Linked DNA regions of Hordeum vulgare: regions 2, 3 and 4 are each linked to region 1. A link is a contact called in public Hi-C data. All regions are on one chromosome and are shown on one strand. Each heading gives the region's core, a stretch centred on a gene start, on an enhancer-like site or on the middle of the called end of the contact. The rest is flanking DNA. Distances are from core to core; before and after follow the strand shown.

Region 1 (4,901 bases), core at 528-3,027:
GGAGCAAACGTTCCTACGGGATCCACAACATCGACCAAGAGAATGTTCATAGCTGTGAGCCACAAGGTGATCCTCGTGTGCCAACGCTTAAAATGCGTTCCGGTAATTTTTCCTATTTCAGTGTAGCGGAGAAGCCATGAATCGAAAGTGCCTAAAATAAGAATTTTGAATTGTTGAAATAACTAGCACTTTATCGGTTGATCTAATCCACGAATAAACAACAAGCATGGTAAATATGGTATACTTCACACTCCACAAGATGGAGAGAGGGAGAGAATGAACGATTTAGGTCACACTCCACAAACGTAGTCTCCTTATATAGGTCCTCAAATATATTGGCCTCGGCCAGACCCACGACCGAGTTAGTGAACAACCCATGGTCCAATGTCTCACACAATGGCACTTTCATTTAGCGACTAGTTAATTAATTCATAATTAGGCTTGCTCGACTCATTCACACAACCCGTGGCGCACACGCCATGGCGAGGCGAGCGGAGGAGGAGGAGGAACGCACGTGTACATCTTTTTTTTCCAAGCTTCCAATGATACGTGATGGATCAGCCCTTATAAAGGAGTCTCACGATTACTATTGTAGCCGTATAGTGCTAAACTTTTCATAACTTATCGTACATCCATATGGACCATAGAGATTAACGAATGATTATTCTCTTATATGGGCCCGATCAGATCTATGATAAAAATTTAACACAAAATACAAATGTAACAAATAAACCATGATAATAATATTAATTTTTTGTGGAACTAAGAGAGGGCCTTTTTCCAACTGAGATCGGCCGTTCGCCTCTGGTTGAAGCTCACAGTACCAATGTGAGTGATCAGGAGCACACGGACCTTTAGTTTTGGATAAGTTGAGGAAAATTTAGTTGAACAATTTTTTTTGAAGTAATTGAACAAAAAAGAAATACGTGCAGGTTCTTGTGTTTATGCGAGAAAATGAGTAACTCCTGTGATTTTTTATTTTTTGCTAAATAAATTCCTACGCTCCAAACATGGGCCGACTTTAATCCCGACAAAATCAATCACAAACGTGGCGTCTCCCTTATTGAGGAACGATCGGACAAATCAAAGAAATTAAATTCGTCTGCAAGGATTTTTTTTAGTGATAATTCGTCTGCAAGGATTTATGTTTTAGTATATTGATACATTCATTTCTAGACAAAGTTAAGACAAGAATTTTAGAGTGGAGGAAGTATTAGTTTGAATGTGATGAAGAGATGACACTGAATCTTGACCTTAGTCCGACGCGTCATGCTCATCCGGCCCGTCACTCGCCTTATCCACACGGCCCGGGGCCAATCACGACGTCCCTCTTGTCACTGACGCCACCTTGGCCGCCGCAGAAGATCCCAAACCACCTCCCCAGCAAAGCAAAACCCTAACTCCCACGGCCCGATCCGACTCCCACCGACCACTCAACTAGTGCCCCTAAAATATGCAGCATCCCACCGACACCTGGGCCCAGGAGACTCAACGCTCCACATGTCAGCAAATGCTGTGTTCATAACCGGTGTGCGCGAAGTGAACCACGAGCGGCCGAACCCGGCAGCGCCACGTGGGGATGGGATAGGGATCCGCGGCCCAGACCAGCGGGCCTCGAAACCGGCGAGCCCACACAACAGGCCCCCCGGCCGTCTCAATGACACGCGGGCTCAGGCACACGGTGGGTCCCACAAGGTCGAAGAGCGTGTCTGGTGCAAGCGACGTGTCCCGGAACCCACGCCGCCTTCCGTATAAAATCCGCTATCCATCCCTCTCTCCCTCGCCTGCAGCAGTCTCGTCTCCAGGAGGAAAACCAAAAGCGAAAGGGTAGGGGAGAAAAAAAAAGTCATTACCATACCACTCGCTCGCTCGCTCCGCAGCCGCGGCGCACGCACGCAAATCTCGCGCACGGGTTTGCGGGGGGCGCTCGATCCGCGGAGGAAACCCTAGGTATGTACTCTGCTATGTCTGGATAGGGTGTCGGCTCCCGCCGTGCTTTGCTTGCTGCCCGCGCGCGGCCGCCCCCCCGTCTCCCCCGCTCCAGTTCGTTCCCCATTTCGGCGCGAGGCGACGCTGATTTGGTTTGGTTTTTGGTTGGTGGTGTGATGTCGCCGCAGGGCGGTGGATTCGGGATGGCGTCGCCGAGGAACGAAGGCGGGTTCCTGACGCAGGAGCAGCGGGAGAAGCTGCGGATCGCGGTGCAGAACGCCGAGACGCTCTCGCTCACATCGCCGCGCTCGCCCACGGGGAGCACCACCTCCGCGCTACTGCAGCAGTACGAGCTGCACCAGCAGCAGGTGCGCGCCGCCGCCGCCGCCGCGAGGGGAGGCGGGGGCGGGGGTGGAGGCGGAGGTGGGGCGAGGCACGCGCGACGGTCGCATTCCGGGAAGGCCGTCAAGCTTAAGAAAGGTGAGGTGGCGCTCGATCTGTTTGTGCTCTGTGTAATTAATACCTCCCCTCTTGTTATGGAGCTGGTTTTAGAGCTTGGCGTGCTTGATTAGGACGCGATGCGTTATGCCAATTGCTGTGCTGCCATTGTTACTGCTTCAGTGGACTGCTTAGCCTGTTGTTCATGCCTTACGTGGAGTCGATCTAGTTTAGGGTTCTGGGAATGCAGGTTTAGCAGCTGAGTTTATCTTGCTGTTGATGTTTATTTCGAAGGTATGCTTGTGGTTCTGGTATGCTGATGCTGCTAGTTTTTGCGTCTCGTTGAGGTTGGGCTCTCGTTATAAGGAGGTAGCACATTGTGACCTATACATCATACTGCGCTGACAAAATTTTGTTGAGAGTTCATCGATTGTTTGACTGTTCACTAGTTTGCCGATTTGGATTTGTTGCAGTAGGTTGGTAAGCTGATAACCATTACATTTTGACGGCATACACCTGCTGTTGGTGGCGAGGGTTAGCTTTGCATGCATGAAGCAGTTCAGTGGTTCCGTGTGCGTGTTAGTTTGTGCTCCGGACTCCCGAGCTGCCTAAAGGGGATTGGTTTTGTCGGGTAATGGCAATTACAATCTGGCTGTGTAGCATTCTTCTATGTTGGTTGAGTTGGTTACCAGTATTCTGGTTGCATCTGTTACCCTTCAGGCGCTGATTGGATTGTCGTTTCTCAACGCTAAACCCCAGGAAAATATACACGCCTCCCACCGTCATTTTCTTTTCCAGATGAAAATTGTGTGTGGCCTGTAATTTACATGTGTAAATTATATATGGGTGTATAAATAAACACCCATTCCAAGCGGGGTGTTAGGATTTTTTTGTCGCTCTCTGCTTTTTCGATTCATAGGTGTACTCAGATCCCAGGATCTGATAGTACTGTAAAGTTGTCCAGAGTATATTATCTACCTGTTCTGATAATAAGCTTTCAATTAGTTGATACCACTGACTTTTCCTGTGTGGGCAAGACAACCATCTTTTACAGGACATTTGCTAAGACAGAGCACTTCAGATTCCTTGTACTTGTAACATGTACCATGAGCTGACTGTGATGGTTGCTGTCTATATTGTTGTGTGAATTGTTCCCCACTTGTGATCATCATATTCTATGATGAGCAGTTGGCCATCTCTTGTTCTGTTGGGATATGGTCAGTTTGTATTCTTTTAATAGTTTCAGCTCACAAATCTAGTCAATGAAATTTGGTCTACATCTATGTATATGTATGCATATCCTATACTGGGAACTTTTGCTTGCACCATGCCCCCATTATATGATTATACTAGATCCTGCTGATTGTTGTTCCACTTTTTATGTTAGCTGTCTGTACGGTTTTTCGATATTTTTGTAATAACTGGAGAACTCATTTGGTATCCTTATTTTAATTATTTCTACCCCCTCCGTTCCTAAATATAAGTCTTTTTAGAGATTTCACTACAGACTACAAACGGAGCAAAATGAATGAGTCTACACTCTAAAGTATGTCTATATACATCCGTATGTAGTCCGTAGTGGAATCTCTAAAGACTTGTATTTAGGAACGGAGGGAGTAGTTGTTATTGGAACCTAATTTTGTGCAGAATATAGTGTATTGCAGCATGTTGCAATGCATGCTTCTCTCTTTCTGGTAGCAACTGATTATGTGTTTTGTTAACAGGCTGTGCATAGTCATTTGTTTCTTTTCCTATTTGAAGTTTTGACTGTGTGTTTCATTAGAAAAGGAGGTTATCATTCTGGGCTTAGAGTTACTAGTCCTTTCTTTCTTGCTTGTTTAGCTTCCATTTACTTCCTGTACACATCGGGCGTGGAGTATTTGGGATATTCAGTGAAGTGTATATTGTACTACCTGGACTCACCCTGAACGCATATGGTTAGATATTAAAGCTGGCGAGGCATTGATTTCAGTTGCTATTACCACAGACCAGCTGTCAGGGATACTTTTCTGAACCTTTCTTTTCTTGTCGCTGCTATGGTGGCATAACATCTAAAATGGGTCCATATATTCATTACACCATTTATTTACTGTGTGGCCTTGTATAGAATGCAAATATGCAACTTCTCGAGTTTAAATGTGTACTATAAGTGTGTTATTTTATTAAATAAAACTGTGCCATGTGATTATGTTACATGATAGTTTTATGTTCAGTTTATGATTCTTCCATGATAGAAACAGTGATTACTCATTCGCAATCCAACATAGTTAAAAGAGGCATGTCTAAGCAGGCGCTTAAGTGCGCCTAGCTCCAGGTGATAGCAAAACGCCTTGCACATAATCACGCTTAATCTACGCACAATTGTGCATAAGCGTGTGCTTTGGTCAGAAAAGCGCAAGGCGGTAACGCATAGCGTTTTCTTGAACTATCCAAGTCTAATATATTGTGGGGTCTTCTTGTCTCCGGGGAATTCTTGAATACCACTATAGGTCCTATCAATTGATTGCAGTATGAAAATGGCCGTGTTTTCCAGT
Region 2 (4,535 bases), core at 1,405-3,904, 490 kb before region 1:
TGAAATTCAGATATTCATTTATGTCCTCACCAGAAGCTTTTTTTTTTTTTTTTTGCCATGGCTTTCTTTTTCTCCCGTGGCTTGAAGCTCTGAGCAGCTGACAAACCATGTTATGTACAGAGCGGATGTGTCTCCCATTGTTTTGTCTTCATTTCTTCACTTTGCCAGCCTTCTGAATACCAAATAAAAGAAATGAGACTTGAAAAAAACAAACTCAAATACAGGTGCAGTGGGTGGGCCTGATGTTAGGCGTTCAGTCGGACGCGGAGCTGCTGTCTGCTCTTTGCTGACGCAAAACTCCAGAAGCAATCTTCCGCCGCTGTGCTGGAGCATTCGACCGTTCTGCAAGTAAGCCCCAGCCGCATGCACGGCACGGTCGCCAACTCGACGAATGGCCACGAGACGAAGCAGCAGAAGAAGGGCATCCCCAATCATACGCCTAATAATACCAAAAACCCGCGTGGCAAAACGAAATGTCTCATCTCCATTCGTCGTTTATGTCCTTTTTTTGTTCTTACTTATCATAACCAGCACGCTTTAAAACGTGGAATCATTCCTTACCTTTTTTTTTCCTTTTGAAAGAGCGAGTTGAAAAGCATCAGCTGTAACTTTGCCGACACCGAAGCCGATACCAACTGTCACTAGTCCGTCTTGGCTGCATCTAAGTGTTCACCTACTCTCGGTTTTCAGCCAGTTTTCCTTGTAAACTGGTCAATTCTCTTGTCGGAAAAATAAGTGTTGACCCACTCGATCAGTTTAGCATGTACCAATTGGTTTAAATGATCATGCATCTTGCTTTTGAAGAAAATGGGGAAAAGTTCCGGATTTTGGAACCACTGCAAAATATAGCCATAAGTTACCGAGTTTAGATCATTTATCAGGATATGGAACTGCCAATTTGTACCACCAATGAATTCATTCATACACAAAGAAGAGGGGAAAATGAACTCTGTCTACTTGTAGTTGCAGGGGAATTTGGCCTATTATGGGCCCACTATAAATCAGCCCCGTGTGCTTCCTCCAAGCTGCACATTGCAGCTTCCCGTAACCAAAAATAACATAAAAATAAAGTTGCACACTGCAGCTCTCAAAATAGAAATGGATGAAAAGATCACTAGATAAAGTCTTTGGAACAGAAAACTATCAATTTCAATTCCAATGGAAGGCACATGGCGTTGAGCCATTACAGCAAACTGGCAATTCTATACGAATTACACACCAGAGAGATCGCACATAACATTCATCAGAGTTTTCGATGCCGAAGATGCGTGTTCAGCCTACCTATCCAAGTCTTCCCTCCTCCTAAATGAATTATGGATCCCCACAAAATAAGTTAAGTCCTCCTCCAACTACAGAAATACAGTATAACTGAAGTTGCATGGTCAGAATTCTTTGTCAGACAAAACATGGATGAATGTAGCTTCTTGGTTCATCTGAAAGAAGGAAACTCTCCTCCAGGAAGCTCCCAGTTGTCACGCCCATCATCGTCCGTGGTACCCTCCTTCGACTCCTGCTCATCGTCAAATGGATATGGACCCTTGAAGCGCCTGCCAGACAAAACTATTAGCACCAATTAAGCAATCAAGAAGAAAAATGGTAAAGTCGAAATGAACTCGAGGGATCACTATGTACAATCGTGTACTTTACAACCGCTGACAGGCCCCTTGCACACTACAAAGTCTAGTTTAAACTCTGCTACACGATTCTTCAACGAATAATCGACTTGGAATCTAGTACAGGTTTCGTTTCTATGTACTGTAAATGCACACTATTAACCTGAATTCATGATAAACACTTGAGGGATCCAAATAATGTGCACAGATACACAGCTGAACATAAATTTCATGATCACTTCCATTCAGAACTAATAGTTTGTGGTACATAATACAGCTACAGTGATTGGTTCAATCGCTACCCTGAAATATATATGTACGGTGGTCTGATGTGGCATGAGTTTGCTGCTTAATTTCGATGTCACGTCGAGTTCATATGTGGATGGTTGCTAACATGGAAGACACATAATTGTACAGCATTAATCACTAATCATGTGATCTGTAGCACTTAAAATGGACAGGACAATGGAGCAACCATTTATAGTGAGAGCGGATGAAGATGAACCCGGGGAGGGGGGAGGCCCAAAGGCGGGTCACGGGATTAAGCAACAGGTGGATGGATCGAGCAGGGGCGCACCTGCGGCTGAGCCTCCATGCGGCGTCGCGGGACTTTCGCTTGCGCTTGTCCCGCGCATCCTCGTGCCACCGCCGCCGCCTGACCTCGTGCATGACGCCGGCCCGCCCCACCTCCCGCGTGAACTGCCGCAGCAGATCGCCCCCGTCCACGTACTCGTCTCCCGCGTCCACCTTCGCGTTGTGGTATTTGGGGTTGGCCGCCGGCGCCCACGGCGAGGAGGGGGCCGAGGCGGAGATCGAGAGGGAGAGAGCGACGGTAGGAGGCGATCCACGCGGGAAGGAGGCGACCGTGGTCCGTGATCCCGCGTGGAGGAGAGCATGTGGTGCTGGCGGTGAGAAGAAGGATCGTGCGGCGGCCGTGGTTGGCATGGTGGTAGACAGGTGGTGCGCGCCGGCGACGGACGGGAACAGGGTGGTGGGCTTTGGGGTTTCGGCCGGGTCGAGAAAGTAGAAAACCTACTTGTACTATAGTTGGGCTTACATTTGGGCGCTTTTCTTTTAGAACAACTAGAATTGGGCTTAGAGCATCTCCACCGACCAATAGCCCCTAGGTCTTTTTTTTTATCGTCGACGTTAAAAAAAAAAAGCCAAGTCGCATTTTTAGGACCTTGTTTTTCGTTGGTTTGGATCGAAATTGACGCCGATGGACCCAGGCCGAATCCAGCACGCTGGGGGCGCGTGTGGGCGCCGACTGAAGCAAAAAGTTGCGTGGGGCCGCACTATCGGCGACACTCGTCGATTTTCCCGGCGTTTGTGCCTTTTCCCTCCCTTTCCCTTCCCATCATCCACATCCCCCCTCCTCGTTCCCTCCATTCTCTCCATCTTCTCTCCCGCAGTGCTGTCGAAGAAGTACGCCGCCCCTTGCCAAGCCATCGAACCCGCCACACCAAAGGCGAGGACGCCGATGCCAAGGCCCGCAGGCTTGACAAACGCGCGGTGGAAGATCGACGTTGATCGGAGGGCGGCGGTGACCACCTATCGGCGGAATAGTCTCATCATGAAGAAATTCAGGGATGCAGCAGCGGAGCAGGAGGCGACGCCTCGCTCGACCATGGCGATCGAGCGCCCGATCTTTCCGCGTCAATAGGAGAGCTCGTTTCCACAAGGCGCGTGAGGTAGCCAGCAGAGCGTCGCATCACCGGCCAACTTCCCATCGTCGGTGTGGGGCTACGCGCCCTCCAAGCCAGAATATGTCGACGACGATGCTCTCAGCGGCTTCAACACCAACACCACCTTCCCGCGCACGCCTTCCGTGTTCACCGCCAGCCACAACACCCAGTACGGCTACTCGTCGACGTACTCGGTTCGTCTACGACGGGTCTGTGCCGTGCCCCCTGCCTTTCGCGCCGGGTTCAATGCCACAATTCAGCAATGGCGACGCCGAGATGAAGGAGATCATCAACAACGGCTCAACAGCCGCCGCTTCGTGCCCCTGGTTCAGCACACAAGAGGAACCGCTGGAAATCGGCGACGACATGGATGAGGAGGACGTGGTGGAGGAGGAAGAACCGACAGAGCTGGAGCCGGCGAGGAGCAAGGGGAGAAAGAAGAAGAAACGAGCGACCAACAGGAAGACGACTGAGACTCGCGTCAAGTGGACGGCGAAGGAAGACGAGTGCCTCGCCGAAGCATGGAAGACTATCAGCATCGACCCAATTACCGGTGCGAACCAGACCACCGATACGTACTCGAGAAAGATCAAGACGGCGTTCGACGAGCGCAAGTTGGTCGACCCCGAGTTCGCCGGCATACACATGGAGCGCGGCGACAAGGCCTTGTCCAACCATTGGGCGAGCATCTAACTAGCGTGCAACAAGTGGCATGGGATTCAGGAAGAGGTGATGGACTGCCCAGAGAGTGGTGCCAACATCGACTGACATGTATGTCCATGGCTCACCGGTCCGTGATCTTGAAAGCACATATGCTCCCTTGGTGGTTTTGATAATTCATGACAACATACATTGTCTCTTGGACTAATAATTTTACCAGATATTTCAGGTTTAATCCATGGAGAGCTTTGGGTAAAGGTTTATGTGGAGATGCCCCTTGATGCAAAAAAGGAATAATATTGGCTCAAGCTTCAAGCTAGAAGACTCTTCATTTTATATTTGTGAGAAATCACTTTTGAGCCCATAGGAAAGCCAATACTATTAAAAGGGGGTGAGGTAGTAAAATGAACTGATTGCTCAAAGTGCTCAAAGTTAGCCACCAAAATACTCAGACATTTTCCCACATATCCATTCTGTCAAAATCCACATACTCAAATTCGGTGTCACCAACTTCCAAATTTCGGACCCACCGAGTTTGACCCGAGACAAAAACCCTAGCCATTCCCACCAAATCGGT
Region 3 (4,361 bases), core at 296-2,795, 490 kb after region 1:
TGGTGTCTACCAAAAATTCCGCATGTCTCGTATCGTGTTCCGTACCTTGGCAAATAAGGGTGAACTGATGGGTGTTAAGAAAGCATCTTGGTAGATGTTAACAGATGGGTAGAAGAAAGAACTAGCTCTTCAGTAGGCCAGCAAAATAAGGTTGCCCTCTTTCAGTGTTTGATTCCTGAAACTATCTGTCAAGTTTTTTTACTGCCAGCAAACGGCATGGTTTTCTCTTTATTTAGTTGAGGCAGTGTAATGTACTGTTTTTCATGCTATTCAGCATTTATGAAGCTAAAGATTCTATTGTTCAAGGTTTCTATAAGCTGGCTGTTTGATTCAATATTTATCTCATCTGGTTTTATTTGATGAGTGCACTGAGATTTAGTATATCTGATCCTCTGATTTATCATATTGTTTGTCACAATTTGCCCTTTTAACTTCTAATCTAAAACATGATCTGATATAAGGCACACAAAAATTTGAACAATATCTTTTGACTAATAATTGCAAGTGCCCTTAGTCAGAAGAACCGGGAAACATCTTAGTCATTTATAACTTGTTTAAGTATCATTTTCACATATCTGCAAGTGTTTCAAATGCCTTGAGCCATAAACACATTGGTTCTTTGGATTGGGCTTACGACTGCAGTGTCTGAGAGATATAACATGCTTCTTTGGCGTGTGCCATAAACACATTGGTTCTTCCCAGGTGGATCCAAGACAGCCGTGATGAGTTCACAAAGGAGCGCCTTGACTCCATCAACGACGAGTTCAAGCTGTACCGCTGCCACACCATCAAGAACTGCACGCATGCCTGCCCCAAGGGGCTGAACCCTGCAAAGCAGATCGACACAATAAAGAAGCTGCAGCTCGGAGCCTGAGTGTGAGCAGAGCAGGGTCTTCCCCCGTGGAGATGTCGGAAAGTTGTAATCAGCCTGCCATTTGGTTTGTTTTTGCTCCATGGTTTCTACCCTGACGAATAATGGATGGAAACGCCTGGCGATTCCGTGTAGGGAGTGAATAATTGCTACCAGATTTTGTTCTTTCCGTGCTGTATCTAGTTTGGTGGTTCATCATATTTTGATGCTCATGCATGAAGTAATTCATAAACTTATTAATTATTATCAACGTTTGGATGGTGTTGTCTACTTCCTTCGTCTGTGTTACAGAATAGTTCTGCAATGATCAGCGTAAACGAAGAGGAAAGACATTGTGGAGCACGAAGATGAACGTCATTTCGTGTATTTTTAACTGAAATTCACCGAAAATACCTAGACGTTTCAATCCAGACGATCTCCGATCTTGTCTTTTCTTGAGACGAATACGATCTTGTCGTTTGGTACCATAGGACATTCTAGGGCACGCTTATATTCCTACTACTGTGAGATATCTGAATTTCCGATTCATTTCACGACTCCACTTCCTCTCACCAAAGTCTCCATGTAAATCGTGTGGTCCCCGCCTAGTTGCTCCCACAGCCAATGGCATTGCAAGTTGCAGGCCGCGAGATAAGCTTTCAAACCTCCATCGCACACTCGCCGCACAAGATAAGCTAGCCACGCCACATCGTCCGTTCTAGAAACGCAGGGGAAGGGAAGGGCATCGCATTACACACCCGCGCACCCCACAGCACCCCTCCATCCACCTTTTTGCCAGCGTGAGAGCTTCTTGCGAGGGAGAGAAGGCAGCGAGCAACCAGGGAGCTAGGCGTCAATGGCGACCATAGCCACGATGACCATGCTCAAGCCCGCCAAGATCACGGCGAGGTCGGCGCCTTCGTCGTCGACGTCGTCCAGCGCCAAGGTGGCGTCGCCGAGCATCTCGCTGCGCAGCCTGCAGAAGAACGCGGCCAAGAAGGGAGCCCTGGCCGTGTCGCCGGCGGCCGCTGCCATGGCGAGCGCCTTCTTCACCTCGCTGGCCTCGTCGGACGCGGCGATGGCGTCGCAGCGGATCGCGGACGTGGCGGCGGCGGCGCCCGCGGACGACAACCGGGGCCTACTCCTGCTCTTCGTGGTGGCGCCCGCGCTCGGGTGGGTGCTCTACAACATCCTCCAGCCGGCGCTGAACCAGCTCAACAAGATGCGGTCCGAGAAGGCGCTCGTCGCCGGGCTGGGCATCGGCGCTGCCGCGGCCGCCGGCCTGGCCGCCGTGCCGGAGCCGGCCTCCGCCGCCGTGCAGGAGCTCGCCGCGCTGGCGGCGGTCGCGCCGGCCGACGACAACCGGGGCCTGCTGCTGCTTTTCGTGGTGGCGCCCGCCCTCGGCTGGGTGCTCTACAACATTCTGCAGCCGGCGCTCAATCAGCTCAACAAAATGCGGTCCAACTGAGCGCGCGTACGTCGTCGTCGTCGTCATGGCATCGTACCGTATGTTGTGTGCGTTGGTCTATTATAAGAGTCGTGGTAGTAGCGTGGAACGTGGTGTGAGTGTCCGCTTGCATACTCTCTAATCTTGTTCCTTCCATTGATCAAATGCAGTACAGCTCTTCTTGTTTTCTCTCACTTCAGTTTAATGTTCTTTTCTGCTACTACGTTCCATGCTGGATTGGGGTTTTGGGAGGTGCTTTGATCATAGATAGGCACGACGGGCCGAGAAGCTTTGGAAAGCCTGGGCAAACCGCAAGTCACAGAGTGCTTAGGATGCCATGTTTTTCTTGCAAACCACTAATACTGTACTTATATCACTACTTCACTAGAAATCTCATGATCGCTCCAGTAGAGATTAGCCGTTTGGAGCACTCGATCTGTGGTTTGGGTTCGAGCAATCTTCTTCACTCACTAGCGCCCCTCGTACAAAGGGGTGGTGTGCCGACGAAGGTGGCCAGTGGGTGGGTGCCGACGAAGGTGGCCAGTTGGTGGGTACCTCACAATAGGCTGTAGGAGAGCGAAAGCCTTCTTCTGCTTCCAAGCTTAAATGAGTAAATTAAACAAAAGAATAAATTTCTTTTTAAGGCAAACATTGACAATTTTTATTAGTTCTTGAAAAATTAGACAAAATCGACACTCCCAAATGCTTGTAAAAAGGGACATATCCATTTTCTCTCCTAACTTTGACCCGACCACATCTTTACCCCTAAAATAAATAGTGGTCAACTTTGCCCCTCTTCCGTTAGAGTGCTTTATGAAAATACCCTTCCGTGTCATTTCCGTTCGGTCAAATGCCTTTGATCGCCAATGTGCTGTTCTTTGAACATTTGTAACCCTCGCTACATATGTCACTTACACGTGGGACCCACCCAAATAAAGGAAAAAAGGACAAAACTCTCTCCCATCTCTCCCACGTACACATGGGACCCAATACAAAAGAAAAAAAAACTCTCTCTCTCTCCAGTCTATCTCTCTCATGTCCCCTCTAAGAGCATCTCTAGCAGACCCCCTATAATGCTCCGACCCGCAAAATAACTGTCAAAATACGGGTCGGGATGAGAAATGCTGCCAGAGTGGACCCTGCAAAGGCGTTCGGCCCGTAAATTTTTTGCGGGGCGCGGCAAAAGTTCGCCCTCAACCTTCAGATTCACGGGGTGGGAGGCCGACCCGAGCTCGCCCCTTATCTGCAACGAGATTTGGCGCGAGAGAAATTTTTGTGCCGTTCCCCCCGCTCCCCCTCCTCATCAGCCGTTACCCCGCCCACCGCGTGCTCCGGGCCTTCTTCACCGTCATTCTTCGCCGCCATGGAAGCCTTCCAGCCGGCGGATCTCGTCAACGTGGAGGTCGCGCATGCGCAAGCCCATACATCGGATCTCGTCACCAGCCATGTCGCCCCCGCTCCCTCTGTCGCCAACGCGCCAACCCGCAAGTGGCAAGGCAACATTGTCGTGCAGGACGACATTCCGATTGGCCCACACGGAAGGGAAGGTGCGCCGGGCGCCGCCGCCGCTGCGCGATCTGCCCGACCGTCGGCGGGGAAGATGAACAAGGTTTTGGGCGTGAAGCGCAAGAAGGTTCCTACGAAGAAACCTCCGGCCACTCCACCGCCTCGGCGAGACGTTCGCCGATGGTGCCTTCCTACGGCGCTGCTTCCATGGCAGGCGAGGTGTTCGATGGAAGGGCTGAAACAATGCTACTGCCGAGTTCGTGCACTTGTTGGCCGCCAATAGAGTCGACATCGATCAAGCCCCGATCGGTGGTTTTGATTACAATGAATTAGAGGGTGGCATTGATGACCACGGTGGTGAAGACGAGGTGGAGGAGATAGATGAGTGGACGTATCAGCAATCGCAAGGAAAAAAGCGTGAGATCAAAGAACTACACGATCTTGAAAGATCAAATGTTGATCAAGGCTTGGAGTTCGGTGTCTATGGATCCTTGCACGGGTGGGTCTCAAACCGGCAGGACGTACTGGCAAAGAATTGAAGATCAGTACTTCCATTTG
Region 4 (4,392 bases), core at 1,326-3,825, 340 kb after region 1:
GGCGGTGAGCCAAGTGGACTGGTTCTTTGTGGTTTTCAATTGCTTTTCAGTTTCAGAAAGTATTTCCAGCGCATTCCTAAGTTTGTGCACGTCCACCTCAGCAGCTGAGAAGTTGCACACGAGGTTAGATTGATTTGGAAATAACAGATCCATGGACACTGTAAGCTTAGATACACACATATAGGGATAATGCTAAGCTAGATAAATCATAAACAAAATAGCAGATCTGTGTGCCGCTATGTCTCGTGTAACTAGTTTGCCTCGGAAGGGAAGGGAACGTACATGTATTTTTGCCAATAACTTTCCTAACTTCTGAAGAATCTGAGGGGTGCTTCCCAGCTAAAATATCCATGATAAGATTTGCAAGCTGGGCTAATAGCTGCATGGGATCGACCTTCGAACTCAAAAGCTCCCTAGCCCTCCGGACAATGGTAGCAGCATCTGATGACATCGACAGATTAAGAAGATCAAGCAACTCTTCATCTGAGACATCACCTATCTGCCAAAATAACTAGGGGTTATTTACAGGTTCTAAGAAGGAAAAAAGGATAACATATTTTCTGATGATATATATAAAGTTAGAAAGCTTGAGTAAATCAACTTACCAAGTCATATGTTACTGATTTGCTGATTCTTTTTCCTAGCAGAGTTAGTTGGTCAAGCATTTGGACTGCATCCCGAATGGAACCACTGGCCTTGCGAGCAAGAAGCTCCAGCGCTTCGACTTCAAACTCCATACCTTCTTTTGTGCAGATCTGGCTCAACCGGTGGACAATCTCTGTGTCGTCTATCTTGCAAAACCTATAGCTCTGGCACCATCCAGCAGAGTTGTTTGGTAGTTTATCGATGTCGGACGTTATCATGACAAATATTGAGCTCGCAGGGATCCCTTCAAGGCTGCTGTAGATGGAGTACCATCCCTCCTTATCCATATGTTGGCAATCATCTACAATAAGTACCTTGAAGTGCGAAGAAGCAGGAACTTCACAGGCATTCCTGAGCAAGACAGCAACCCTAGATTTGCAATCCAGTTTGGAAGCATCAACCTCAACCACACTGCTGCTGTTTCCTGAGAATATGACCACGCATTCCTCGCAGTGCCCACAAGGTTGGTTCCCACCTGGAGAGAGGCAATTCAGCGCCGCTGCGAATACTCTAGCCGCGGATGTCTTGCCAATGCCGTGCTGACCATGGAGGAGATAGATTGGAGCAAGTTTTCCTTGAGAAACAGCATTTGAAAGAGACTGTGCAACAACATTCTGTCCAGCCAGCTCAGAGAAAGACTTCGGCCGGTACTTCTGGAGCAAGCTTCTCGCGCCTTCCTGGGGCTCACTCCGACCGAGCTCTTCCCCTTCGATCACCAGAGAGAAAGCCCTGTCCTTGGCCGCCCTCGACATCCCGGAGATCGCAGAGCAGCAGTTCTGGTTATGAAGCGCCGCCTTCACCCTCGCGTTGGCCTTGATTATGTTGATCGGCGAGTTGGCTAGGCGGCCGCCAAACTCCTCCCTCCTCCTCTGAACATGATCATACATGTTGTAGCTGAAGCTGTGCCTGCCATAATTGCTTGCCTCGACGTCATCTTCCTCGAGGGAACACCCTTCCCATATGGTCTTCTTAGCCGAGTACTTGGCCAGCGAGTTGGTGTCTGGGTCCCTCAGAGATCTGGACCTCATGACGGCGACTAGAGCCCTCGAAATCGGGATGTCAACCGAATGCCTCCTCCCCTCAATCATCTTGCAAAGCTTCCAACCAACTCCACACGCTGATTCTACGACTGAAGACTGCAGACTGCTGAATCCTGCAATGCGGACGAGTGTTCAGGAACAATTTTGATTTATGACAAGGAAAGCACATGCACTGCACGTCTGCAAACTAGTAACACAAAATTTTGAAACATGAAGCAGATTCCCCCATCTAAAATTTCCATCTATTTTTAGATTGTTGGTAACTGGAAATGCAGGCCATGTACTGCGATTTTTTAGGAAACAAACTCCCTCCCGCTGCGATTTACCCTAAACAGCATTTACCGCGCAGACAATCAATCTTTGGGAGCAAAAAAGGATAGAAATTGGGCGTACGGGTTTGAGCAAATCAATCTTGCTGCACCAGTGATTGAGCAAATCAATCTTGCTGCACCGGTGGTTTTGAGCAAATCGTGAATGCAGAATGCATCTAAGAAGAAAAAACAAGAGGAGAGAAAAAACAACCTGGGAATTGAGGTTGTTGGAAGAAAAAAACCTGGGAGCGGGGGGATTAAAAAAAAGAGAGGGGAGCGCAATTCCCCGTAGAGGAATGCACCACCTCAAAGAAGGAAAATAGTAAAACGAAAGATGAGAGCATCTCGGCGACACGCGAACCGAATAACCAGAAGAGCAGGAACAGAAGAGGAAAGGTGGGGATTCGAACCGAAAGAATGCTTACCCTACGCCCCTGCCACCCCGAAGCCGTCCACCGCCGCCGCCGACGAGGAGGAGGAGGAGACGAAAACCGGCACAGCCTTTAGGCACCGTCACCGCCACACCCGACCGCTGCGCTCCAGCCCGCTCCCGGTATTTAGCACCACCGCCACCACCGCCGCATTAATAACGCGAGCGAGGGGGAGGGAAGGGAGCTAGGGCCGCAGGAGCAAGAAGAAGACGAGGGGCAGCGCAGTGGCAGAGCGCGTAAATACGTCCGAAGTCGACGGATGGTTAACACCGCGAGAGGCCTGGGCGGAGACTTGAGTAGAGGAAATCGGAGGCCGGCCGCGCCTCGGGCCGCCTGCCATCGCCCGTCGGTGGCTCTACGGCCGTAGATACCTGTGAAAAGAAGGGGTATGCTCGTCTTTTGGCGAGAGGATCGCACGGCTCCGTCACGGCCGGCCGAATCGTAACGGAGCGTGAGAGATGTTGCGGGGAGGGGGTGGCGTGGGATTTACTGTTGCTGATGCCGGGGGCGGGGGCTCGTGACCCCACCGCTCTGCTCGTCCTCTCTTCGTCCTTTACTGCAAAATAACTCTGTTTCGCCCAAAAGCAAAATTTGGCTTTCCTGGCATGGCCTCATTTTCCCCCCTTCCTCCGTAAATTCACATCATGCGTTTAAATAGTGGAAAAACCCGTGTGTGTTCCAAACGCTACTAATTGCCTTTTATAAGACGGGTTTTTTAAAACTCTTCTATTTATAAGACGGAATTATAATTGGAGGAGATTTGTTTATCATCTGATTTGGAGCATGCCCATGTTACGGAATTGTGATGCTCCTACTGTTTCTGTTTTTTTTTTTTTTTGACAACGTTCAACTGTTTCTGTTTTGTATGCAGCATCGTCAGAGTTTGTTTCTTGTGCCAGGCTAGGAGGATGGATGTCCGGGACCTTCTTTTTTCTCCACAGCACATGTTCGTCGTAGTATTATTTATCTCTCTTCTTTTGACGGGGATACGACACAGGGGGGACCAAGGTTAGTTGGGTACGACGACGTGTTTACTCGTTTTCTAATCACCATTTCATTACTACTGCTAGTGATTAGGCAATGGCAGGGCGTTGATGATGAGCTAACTAGTCTCGACTCCTCTGCTCACTGCGCTGCTGAAACAAATGTGGCTTTAATCATGAGATTAGCCCACCCATTAAGATATGATCGCATCATCATGTCCGAATCTACTCCAAGATAAGCATTCCCAAATCAGACAGTTCCGCATGCTTATATGTTTTTCATTGAAAATATATGAGGTTATGCCGGCCTGTGTTCTTAATCATACTAGATCAGTACGGTACGTTCCTGTGATTAAAAACAAGAGCCTAAGGGCCTAACGGCGACAGTATAGCTTGCCGTGAAAAGGTCCCACTGTTTGGTTTGACCCTTTCGTTTAGCTTCCGTAAAACCTAGCATGGTCTGGGAACAATATTTGATGATACTAACCTAAGGTTTCAGTATTGAGCTACGTATAATATGAATCAGCATGACAAAGTATGATCATATACTACTACTAATGCAATATAGACGACAAAGTGCAGAGCCTCTACAGTGAGAATTGCTGGAATGGGCTGGAATGGAATCCCATGCGTGCAATTCCGCTACAGACATATGGCAGCAAAAGCTGGAAAAGAATCCTATATCGTTCTTCCATACTCCATGCTCCATGCCATCTCTCTCTCATTTTCCTCTACTATCTTGTTTGTGAAAAAGATGCACATGCACGAGCTGTGGAAGTCCGCTGTACAGAGAGAAGGTGGCTATGTGGTGCGCTGTGTGACTGTTGGAGCAGACAGGGCAAGAAGAAGTGTTGCATCCATCTGTCCACGAGACGGCAAATGGCAAGCGTAAAATCAAGCTTTCCTTGAGACGGAGGAGAACCCCTCTTTACTGAACAGCATTGACTGGACACTGGTCAGTGTATGGTAATATTTGCTGCTA

The links. Hi-C and Micro-C count contacts between places; a contact is called where the count stands out from the background.
Region 2: a Hi-C map of leaf shows a contact between it and region 1, with 2.9 times the contacts expected there. The contact joins the promoter of LOC123408538 here to the promoter of LOC123411468 in region 1. A contact is called at or near these places in 3 of 6 Hi-C or Micro-C datasets (leaf and seedling) and 1 of 1 datasets of contacts at active chromatin or transcription factors (embryo).
Region 3: a Hi-C map of leaf shows a contact between it and region 1, with 3 times the contacts expected there. The contact joins the promoter of LOC123411185 here to the promoter of LOC123411468 in region 1. A contact is called at or near these places in 4 of 6 Hi-C or Micro-C datasets (leaf and seedling).
Region 4: a contact with region 1 is called in a Hi-C map of seedling, with 2.9 times the contacts expected there. The contact joins the promoter of LOC123408728 here to the promoter of LOC123411468 in region 1. A contact is called at or near these places in 4 of 6 Hi-C or Micro-C datasets (leaf and seedling) and 1 of 1 datasets of contacts at active chromatin or transcription factors (embryo).

The regions. Positions count from the first base shown.
Region 1 is chr7H:416,606,951-416,611,851 of MorexV3_pseudomolecules_assembly, forward strand. LOC123411468 (MA3 DOMAIN-CONTAINING TRANSLATION REGULATORY FACTOR 1-like) reads left to right here and starts at 1,778. Exons shown (of 4, transcript XM_045104415.1): 1 at 1,778-1,950; 2 at 2,118-2,409. The coding sequence starts at 2,133.
Region 2 is chr7H:416,116,417-416,120,951 of MorexV3_pseudomolecules_assembly, forward strand. LOC123408538 reads right to left here and starts at 2,655. Exons shown (of 2, transcript XM_045101624.1): 1 at 2,089-2,655; 2 at 1,100-1,547. The coding sequence starts at 2,558. The coding sequence ends at 1,430.
Region 3 is chr7H:417,100,117-417,104,477 of MorexV3_pseudomolecules_assembly, forward strand. LOC123411185 (photosystem II core complex proteins psbY, chloroplastic) reads left to right here and starts at 1,546. Exons shown (of 1, transcript XM_045104124.1): 1 at 1,546-2,491. The coding sequence starts at 1,707. The coding sequence ends at 2,318. It overlaps LOC123411184 (succinate dehydrogenase [ubiquinone] iron-sulfur subunit 1, mitochondrial), which reads left to right. Exons shown (of 2, transcript XM_045104123.1): 2 at 703-1,141. The coding sequence ends at 874.
Region 4 is chr7H:416,944,869-416,949,260 of MorexV3_pseudomolecules_assembly, forward strand. LOC123408728 (protein STICHEL-like 2) reads right to left here and starts at 2,576. Exons shown (of 6, transcript XM_045101780.1): 1 at 2,422-2,576; 2 at 606-1,798; 3 at 283-499; 4 at 1-104. The coding sequence starts at 1,733.